Regions from separate parts of the Zea mays genome. Here region 1 is linked to region 2. The links are chromatin contacts, called in public Hi-C maps. All regions are on one chromosome and are shown on one strand. Each heading gives the region's core, a stretch centred on a gene start, on an enhancer-like site or on the middle of the called end of the contact. The rest is flanking DNA. Distances are from core to core; before and after follow the strand shown. Region 1 holds the start of LOC100285061 (myosin heavy chain-related). Region 2 holds the start of LOC103639315 (putative RING zinc finger domain superfamily protein).

Region 1 (4,957 bases), core at 1,983-4,482, 170 kb after region 2:
TAGGCAGAGTGTACGTGGTAGGTTCATTCTGTGTCGATTCAGGCAGAAGCTTGAAAACCGAATAACCAATAATAGTCACGTGTGGAAATGTAAACAGCTCGGCCTCTACTTCGTAGATTCTTTATTATATATTAGTAAATTAGCTCGATAAAAAAAATTATGCACCTAATATCATCTCATCTATGTTGTCAAATTTATCATGCTGGATGTCTCCGATCACTATATCAACAACGTGTTGATCTTCTTGATCACCATTTTGCCTTCGTCTAAGTCTCTATTGCATCATTTGAACTATATCCATAAACACTAGCAAAGAATATTAGTTCAAATGGTTATATAGGTCATCAAACACTAAAACTTTATAATCAAATAATCAAATGGGTCTCTATCCATTTTTCTTACAATATTCCAATCTTTGATGATTAATGACAACACGACCAAAACAAGCAAATAATTAAATATTGAGATGCAAAGTGCAATCCACTTGCTAGAATGCAAATGCAATGGAAAGAATCATATGATATAAATATGATATAAATAGGTATCACTTGATTATCTACAAAATATGCCTGATGTCTCCATATTGTAGTATTATGGAATTAAGCCCCCTGACTTCATAAACCACTTCCTTCCTTTCTTAGACCAAAACCCGACATAGAATGTCATTCTTCCCCTTTGGAAAGTGTCTCTATATGATTCCTCTTATATAACCTCCCTTATTCAATATGGTTACCACATGTTGGATACCACTTAGAAATGATACCATTCGAAGATAAATTTTTAAAATGAGTGGTTTTGGTATTTTAGAAGGTTTGGACTTGCTTTTAATTCTTCAAAATTCTCCCCCTTTCAATCAAACACCAAAAATGGTGACGATAAAGTACTTATAAAGGGTCAAATTTTGGGGTCCTAAAACATTCCACTCTAAAACTTGAAAGTTCTCTTTTTTGGAAGGAGTGGATCACAAAGAATTTAATATTTGCATTATATAGACTAGGCTCCTCCTATATGCATGAATGTGAAAAAATATACTCTAATGATATCAGTAAAAAAAATCCTATGCATATTAGAGGGGTGTAATAAATTATATTTGATTGTAGTTTAATAAAGAATATAAAAGGCATGTATAAGATGACAAAGAATATTGATACCAATTAAACTTGATACTAGTATATATGATATCAATCGCTGAATTTTCTTGAAGTTGAATCGCATTGCTTTTCTCCAAGGATTCTATTCTCCCTCAATGATACTACTACATGTGTGATAATATTTTAAAAGTGTTAGTCTCAAAGATACCGATTTATAGAGTTGTCCCTTAAGATGTGCATAGAAATTTTGAATGCTTGTAGGAGATATGTACTTGGACTTCTAAGGTCAAGATACCGTGTAAAGGATAATGTCATGTGAGTGTGAACATTACTCAAGTGATATTTAGGTGTAGGTCATCTATAATTCGGACTTGGCGCATATAAATCAAATGACACCATTAGTAGATTTTAGATGTCACTTAAAAATTTTAATATCATTTGTTAGGAATTTTGAAGACCTATGTGTCATGCTCATAATCATTTTTAAACCATATAGGTTTGCTAATCCTACCATATGATTATCCTAGTTGCATGATTCAATATGATGATCCACAAGTTTAATATCATTTGAGCCAAATCCAAGTTATTATGGCAAAATTCTAATATTCTCATAGTTTAATCCGTACCTGCTTCTACTACTTCTCAGTGTTTTGTCTCTATAGTTTGCAGCTGTAGCAGTCCAAACAGCTGGCTTTAATCCGAAGCGAACAGAGGAACTAGTATATTGGTTCGGACCAAGAATCTACAACCCATTCTTGAATATTTGTCGCTAGCTAGTTCATTTTTGAACTAAAACGTGACAAACAAAAAAGAACGGAGGAGTTATATTGGTTCGGACCGAAATACGGCAATGTGTTTTAATTGAAAGATAGATGTGATCTCAACGAATGACTATTTTGTCTCCAACCAGGGGCGAAGCTATATATAATTTAGGGAGTGCAGATGCACCCCTAAAATATACTGAACTAGTTATAAAGAGCAAATTTTCACCTTATATGCACCATCATCACATAATGGGCCTGTTTGGTTCAGCTTTTTTCTGACCAGTTTTTCTGAGAATCTGGCTGTGAGGAGAATCTGGCTGTGTAGAGAATCTAAGTATTATTAGGATTACGTGCGAAGGAAGATAAACTTGTTCATAGGACTCAGGATCTAGAAAGTGACGGATTACTACTATTGCAACAACTCAACCGATTATGTCTTTATGTTGATTTTGAATGGTTTTTATCTAAACGAATTTTATAGAAGCTGGCTAAAAAGTTGAGCGTTTGGTTCAGCTTCTAGCTTCTGGCGGCCAGAAGGCCCCCAGAAGCTGAACCAAACAGGGGCAATATCTATGCACCCACAAGGTAATTGCACCACCCTCAAGTTCCCTAGACAAGTCTCACCTAGACTTGTTCAGCTAGGACTATGTGTGGTAATGGATCACGATCAAAATATTTTTCACGTTTAGTTTGAGTCCTTAATTAATTTTAGTTTAAAAATAAATATAAATAAAGTCTGATCTTAATATGATCTGATCCATAAATCTTAGGTTATCTCCAACATATCGTACATATGATCATGTAAAATAGTGTTTTATACTGTAAATTGTACTATTCATATACTGAATTTTGAAATAAGAGGTAAGATAGGAGATATGATGGATAAGCTGCTGGAGATAAGCCTCGTAATATAAAATTTAGAACCCACTAGGCCTCTAGCTAGAAGCTGAAGGAAACAATATGATTGGTTCGCTTACCTTGATGTCTTGATTTCTGTGCAAGTCAGTTTTTTCGGTGTTTGATTTGGTGTTTGATTTATCTGACTAAAGTTTATTTTTTATCATATCAAATATTTAATATTAATTATACCTATTAAATATAGGTTTAATTACATTTAATAAATTTGTCTCGTCTTTTAGTCTTTATCTATTTAATTAGTTTTATAATTATACTATATTTAATACTTATAATTATTATTTAAACATTAGATATGACATAGACTAACTTTAGCCGCTAGCAAGATAGTCAAAATGGCTCTCCTCAACGGGCAAGGCTAAGCTTGCCTGGCTAAGCAAGGTCAGGTTACGCTAGCTCTGTATGCAAACATGCCTGACTCGCCCGTTCGCCTATCTCGCCCCCCCCCCCCCCCCCCCCCCCCAGCATCGGAGAACGGAGGGAACCAGGGAGCTCCGGCCGCCTAGAACCGGAGCTCCCAAATAGATCGATCCATCGGTCGTTGAGCGGACACGGCAATGGAAGCCCACGCCTCGCGGGGCCGCCGCACCGTATGCCCCCTTCTCGTTTTTTCTTTATTTCGACCCTTTTTCGAATGAGATGGCGCGCAGATCCGTGTTCCCGCTAGTACCAGACTTGAGATCTGAGACCCGAGGTCCCAATTATGTCAATCTTGTGCCCGTATTTGTGGCAGCTGGAGGAGATCCGGCAGAAGAGAGCCGCCGAGAGGATGCAGCACGCCCTCCCGATCGCGGCGTCTCACGTCGACTCTCACGGTTGCTACACCTACATGCTTCGCTCCACCCCTCACTTGATCACTATTCGTTGTGGTGTTCTCTTCATTTGTTTAATTTGATGTTAACTTTGTGCTGTATTTTCCTTCCCTGTATGGCTCTACCAATGCTGATGATCTTTAGGGAACCAAAGAGCCGGAGCTGAGGTCAGTTTAGCATACTATACCGTTCACGTATTCAGGAGCACTAGATCGTTGATACTTGATAAATTGCATTATGGTTGCAAATATAAGCCCCTGGTGTTTTCTAGAGAGTAACCAAGAATTTTTGTGTCATTGTGTGAATGCTAGCTTCTTGCTCGAGTTCAAGAACTTGAAAATGGGAACACGGAATTGGTGAGGGAAAACAAAATGCTCTTGTCCAAGGTACTTTGCATGCAATTTGGTTTCATTGTGTATACGAGGTTCTGACGTTGATTGTCTCTGCTAGATTGATGAGAAGGGAGTTGAGAAGGATGCCCTTGTAAACCGTTTGAATGATCTCGTGAGTCAAGAGTATATTGTTATAGGTGCTGAGCTCCAGGTTTTGGTTCTCTTATTTTTTTGGCATGATTTGTTTTCTGCAGGAGCGGAATGTAGTTCCCTCTTTGCAAAAAAACTTGAATGACATTTCTTTGGAGAAAGATGCTGCTGTAGTTGCTAAGGTAATAAACACGTGTTTTGTTGCATTTGTGCTATCATGTGTCCGATGGTCTATTTATGCATGCCTTCTTATTATGTCTTTTGCCTGGTATGCTGAGTAGGAGGATGCTCTAGCTCAACTCAGGAGCATGAAGAAACGGCTCAAGGAAGCAGAAGAAGAACAGTATAAGGTATTTATTGCAAGATGTTCTTATTAGCGGTATGATCACTTTGCTGATCTTGAAATGTACAGGCAGAAGAAGACTCAGCCTCCTTGAGAGCACAGCTAAACACCCTGCAGCAGCAAGTAATGGGACACTCTTACAGTGGATATACAATGGGAATATCGACTGAGGAATCTGTTGCCATGGAAAAGGAGATACAAGATTTACAGGCACAGCTAAAGGTAAGGTTTATTCAAAAAATCTGCCTGTTTTATCTTGTTTCATGCTTTCTCTAATCATTACATCTAAACTAACAACACAGCAAGAGTCACTGCTAAGACAACAGGAGCAACAAAAATTAGCTGAAGAGTCGCAGCTGAGGCAACAAGAGCAAGAAAAACTAGCCAAAGAACAAATCCATATTGCTTCTCTGGAGGCTGAAAAGCAACAGCTGGAAGACCAAATTACTATGTTGACAAAGAAAGCTACAGGTATGGAGGATACATATACTTATGCTAATCTGTCCTTTATAATGTCAGGAAAAACAACAGTCCATGCTAGTAAACATGT
Region 2 (5,009 bases), core at 1,604-4,103:
AATGATAATGACATATACTAAATATCAACAAGCTTCAGTAACAGCAAGTGAATCATTGTCATGGACTATGATCCAAACTTAAGAAATGAGAACAATTTCTTGTTTTTACTGTAAAGATATTTGGTTGATATTTAGTTTTTCCCCTACCAGCAGACAACAGAACCCTGCATAGATGCTGTTCCAGCATGACATAGCAAGTTTTTCCAAGGCCAAATAATACTGAAGGTAATCAAGAGAGCAAAGCAAATATTACGATATAGAGAGCTTTTTGAGGTGACCAAGACAAGAAATGAGCACCCCCCCCCCCCCCACACACACACAAGTACAACATAAAGCCATGAACTTATATGGCTTGAGTTGGTGATGTCTGATGAGTTTCTAGATTGAGACCACAACTGGAGCAAAAGCAATAGCTATGATAATTAATAGAACACAGATAAATGAAATAACTCTGGCAATTTGTCAAGGATGTAGAACTTACATCATTATTGCAAATTCACCCTGTTAACTTATTTGGAAGTATGCACAGAAGAAACGATAAGAAAAAATCACAGTTAGACCAACCACTGTTTATGCTGTATGACTCAAACAAGATGGAGGTCTACAGGGAGACAAATATATGCATAATACAAGATGATACAGACGTACAGTTCATCATTTCTGCCAGATATGAAAATGTAGAACATGACACCCACAGTCATTTAATTTGCACGTATTAATAATAGAAGCACTAAAGAGGAATTAAAGATAAACGGTAGGAAATTTTCTTCAAAAAATAGCAGTTAGTATACTACTAGAGCGAAAGCTGCAACCAAACTTGTAGGATCCATCTGGACATGTGTTGTATCCAACGAAAATTCATCTAATCATCCATACTAGGACATGCAGTATTTTAAAGTGCTTTTTAGGACACATAGAAGTCCTATATTCAGTCATTCCGATACTTTGAATAAATTCTTATATTGCCCTTACACCCTGTGCGCCACCCCAAACATGATCTTGCACTAGGTGAACACACTACCAATCTACTACCGTGATATTTTTTAGGAAAAGAAAAAAATATTTGAGCAACATTTAAAATAGCGTAGGGACTTAATGTTTCCTTCTCTAGTAGAGTTAACAAAAACACCAAAACTGCAGAACAGTCCAGATCACTTACTAGTTAGCCATAGGAGCACAAACTAGGGTTAGCTATGAGCCTATGACCATTAAGCATAAACAAGTGCTCAGCTGGCAGCTGTTATGACTGATCAATGACACAAATACTTCAAACTGAAACAATGAAGGGATGTGGCTGGATGAACATAAGGAATGCCAGAGATTTTTGGGATTTTTAATGTCAATATAAGATATAACAGAATGGAAATTCATGTTCAACCAATTCAGTATGTACACAAACAGTAGGGTGTAGGGATGCAAATACAACAATTGTTCTCTCTACCTACAATATTGACAAAGATTTGTTTCCCCAAAACATTCATTGATATTCCTTTCTTGAAGGCTTGCACTTATGTTTGACCAAATTTGGTTGCAAAACTCAATCCAAGATGTTTGCTCATAGCCATCTCTTAATAATTCTTAATGAGACAATAGGCCTTCATTTACATCAAAGCCCCAAGAAATTATAATCTGGGTTTCATTCTTACACTAGCCCTAGTTCTTCAGTGCTATCAATTGAAAAAATGGTACAAGGAAAACTGTGCTCAGCCACTACGGGACTGCGACGAACTTGCTGGTCGGCTGCCATGACCAAAACAACCAAATAGATTTCTAAGTAGGCGGCGAATCCGACCTTCACCACCATCCACTTGGCCATCTCCCTCTGGCCATGTCACCCGCCTCGGCCCAACCCCGTTACTGAAGCCACCATCCAGCTCAGTGTAGACGACCGGGAGCTGCTCTCTAGGCCCGCCGGCGAACCTCCCCACGGCAAATCCACCGCGAGGAAGTCGCCATATGGTGAGCCCAGCATCCGCCTCCGCATCTGGGGTGGCTGCAGCCGGAAGCTCTTGGCGGCAGACGGGGCAGGAGTTGCGGAGCGAGAGCCAGGGAAGGATGCAGTCCTGGTGGTAAACGTGCTTGCACGGCATCTCCCGTCCGGCGGCGCCAGGCTCAAAGGCCTCCTGGCACACGGCACAGTGAGCACCACCTCCGGCCACCGTCACCGATGGCATGGACTCCACCGCAGCCTTCGACGCCGGTGGACGCGGAGCCGCGGCCTCCAACCGCGAGAACTGGTCGAGCAGGCGGTGGAAACCGGACCCCATGAGGAGGTGCTGGACGTCACCGGGCAGCGGCCGCAGCCCTTCGCCCGCGCCGTCGTCGTAGTAGAGCTCGAACCCTGAAAGCGATCCGCCGCGGAGCACGATGACCGGGTTCATCGTCCCGCGCCGGCCGCTCCCACCGCCGCCGCGGGGCGGCGGCTGCGTAAACTGCTCTAGGAAGCCGCCATCACACTCCGGGCAGACGACAGTTGACGGAGATACCCTCACGAAGCGGCTGCAGCTGTAGCACCAATAAGACACCGGAGACGAGTCCATCCCCGAAATCGAAGACCGGGACCCCCGAGGCCCCGACCAAATCGAGCCTGAAAACTCGCAGGCTCACTCCAGACGCAAATCGAGAACGGCCGACAGACTCAGATCCAGAAAATTTCGGGGAACGAGGTGCCGAAATCCCCAAATTGAACTCAGCCGGTTTCGAATCGGGGTTTCGAGTGAGGGTAGACGACGGGAGCGGAGGGGAGGGGAGGGGACGGGACGGGACGGGAGGGGAATTGGGAGCTGGGTGAGGAGTAGGTGGGGCGGTTTTATGTGGGACGGCATCTGCCGGAGCTGTGACGTCGCGGGAGACGGAGATTGCACGTGGAGCGCGGCGATTGGAAAGATACGCCGTTAGCAAGGGGAAGAGGAGCGAATTTTTTTGCATTTTGGTCTTTCATCAGAAAAAATTCACGTTTGAACCCTAAAAAATTTTAATATCATTTTTGGATCCTTTACTTGGCGCCGTAGCCTGTGGCGCCGAGGTAACACGGCTCGACGCCATAGCCTATGGCGCCGAGGTACGTGCTGCGTTGGCACAAACGGACGTCGTGGCGCTGACGTGGTACCGAGCTCGGCGCCATAAATCATGGCGCCGAGCTCTATTCTGTATAGAAAACTTGTCTAGCTCAGTTGGTAAAATTGAAGACTTTTAACCTTGTGGTTGCGAGTTCGAGCCCCACGGTAGGCGTTTTTAATACTTTTTGTCTTTGTCACTTTTGTGACTTATTTGTTTATTCGTCCAAATTTTTTTATCCGGCGAGCACAGCAGCTGTGTGCCACAGTGCTCAGAAGCCGTCAACTTCTCTCCTTGTTTGCTCAGCTAACCACAATAAAAATCAAATGAGAACACTCTTACTTCAATAGTGATCAAATAAAAATATTATATTTTCATTGAGTTCTTTTGAACATAAATTTTAAATACATAATAACATATTCCCAGTAAAAAGAAGTACACATAATCATCTTTTTTTCTTCTGCACTAAATAAAAGTATACTCCATTATATACAGCTGTTGTGCTCGCCGGGAAAAAAAATCTGGACGAATAAACAAATCAGTCACAAAAATAAAACTGGATGAGAAATAAATCAAGACGGATAAATCAGCGATATAAACGAAAAATATGGACAACAAAAAAAATAAATAAGTGACAAAGACAAAAAATATTAAAAAATGCCCACCATGGGGCTCGAACTCACAACCACAAGGTTAAGAGCCTTGTATTTTACCAACTGAGCTAGACAAGTTTTTTGTACAGAATGGAGCTCGGCGCCAAGATCTATGGCGCCGAGCTCGGTACCACGTCGGCGCCACGACATCCGTTTGTGCCAACGCAGCACGTACCTCGGCGCCATAGCCTATGGCGCCGAGCTATGTTACCTCGGCGCCACAGGCTACGGCGCCGAGTAAAGGGTTAAAAAGTGACATTAAAATTTTTAAGGTCCAAACGTGAATTTTTTTCGAATGAAGAACCAAATTGCAAAAAATTCGGGAAGAGGAGCCCGGGACGGAAGGATCAGCGGCGGACCGGCGGCCGGGTGCGAGGGCGGGGTAGAGATGTCCAAATGGGCCGTGCCCATCGGGCGGCCCGTGGCACGGCACGGTTTTGACCCGTCACGAACACGGCACGGCCCGGTGGTTGACGGGCTCGGGCCGGCACGGCCCGTTAGTCGGGCCGGGCTTGGGCCGCTGCCGTGGCACGCCGTGCCGGCCCGAGCACGGCCCGGTTTTTTTATTTTATTTTTCAGAGCATTTATTTGTATATTAGAAGCAACTTTAATAGTTTAGACACAAAATAAGTTTGGTTTAGTTGGCTAGAGTGGTGTAGCTAGACATTCCAATGCTCCAACCAAGGTTCAAATCCTACCAAAGTGAATTTTCTGTCTTTTTTTTACTTCATTTTCTTCCCACCCGGTCAAAGCACGGCGGGCCTTAACGGGTTGCGGGCCGGCCCGGCACGGCCCGGCTATGTGTGGGCCGTGCCTGGGCCTGGGATGTGACACGGTGGCCCAGCCCGGCACGGCCCGTCAACCTAACGGGCTGGAACGTGCCGGGCCAAAACGTGCCGGGCCGAAGGCGGGCCCGTGCCGGGCCGGCACGGCCCACCCGTTTGGACATGTCTAGGGCGGGGTTAGCAAAAAACCGCCGCGTGGATGGAAGGACCGGAGAAGGGAGGCAGTTTCGACGTGCGCGGTGAAAGGCGTCACGTTAAATTTATCGTGGTTTTGGTTTGACGCAGCCAATCATTTTAAAACTGAGAAACCGAGAAACCATTGGCTTGTGTAGATTTGGCTGCTGTTTGTTGTTATGTACGCAAGAAACGGTGGCTCATCAGTAAATGCAAAATAAATTATTTTAAGATTATTTATATGCATCTGCAAATACGTCATAAATTACTGTATCTGTCCGGCCAGCCTCGCGTGGGATTGAGCGTGAGGGCACAGCAAAGCAATCAGGCGCAGTACGAC

Evidence for each region. Hi-C and Micro-C count contacts between places; a contact is called where the count stands out from the background.
Region 1: a contact with region 2 is called in a Hi-C map of leaf, with 3 times the contacts expected there. The contact joins the promoter of LOC100285061 here to the promoter of LOC103639315 in region 2. A contact is called at or near these places in 5 of 25 Hi-C or Micro-C datasets (ear and leaf).

Annotation. Positions count from the first base shown.
Region 1 is chr9:146,242,283-146,247,239 of Zm-B73-REFERENCE-NAM-5.0, forward strand. It overlaps LOC100285061 (myosin heavy chain-related), which reads left to right and starts at 3,233. Exons shown (of 15, transcript NM_001366713.1): 1 at 3,233-3,360; 2 at 3,504-3,585; 3 at 3,727-3,749; 4 at 3,894-3,968; 5 at 4,033-4,086; 6 at 4,169-4,246; 7 at 4,346-4,414; 8 at 4,477-4,629; 9 at 4,710-4,878. The coding sequence starts at 3,328. LOC100382597 reads left to right here. Exons shown (of 13, transcript NM_001361669.2): 13 at 1-149.
Region 2 is chr9:146,073,085-146,078,093 of Zm-B73-REFERENCE-NAM-5.0, forward strand. LOC103639315 (putative RING zinc finger domain superfamily protein) reads right to left here and starts at 2,854. Exons shown (of 1, transcript XM_008662078.3): 1 at 1,353-2,854. The coding sequence starts at 2,540. The coding sequence ends at 1,704.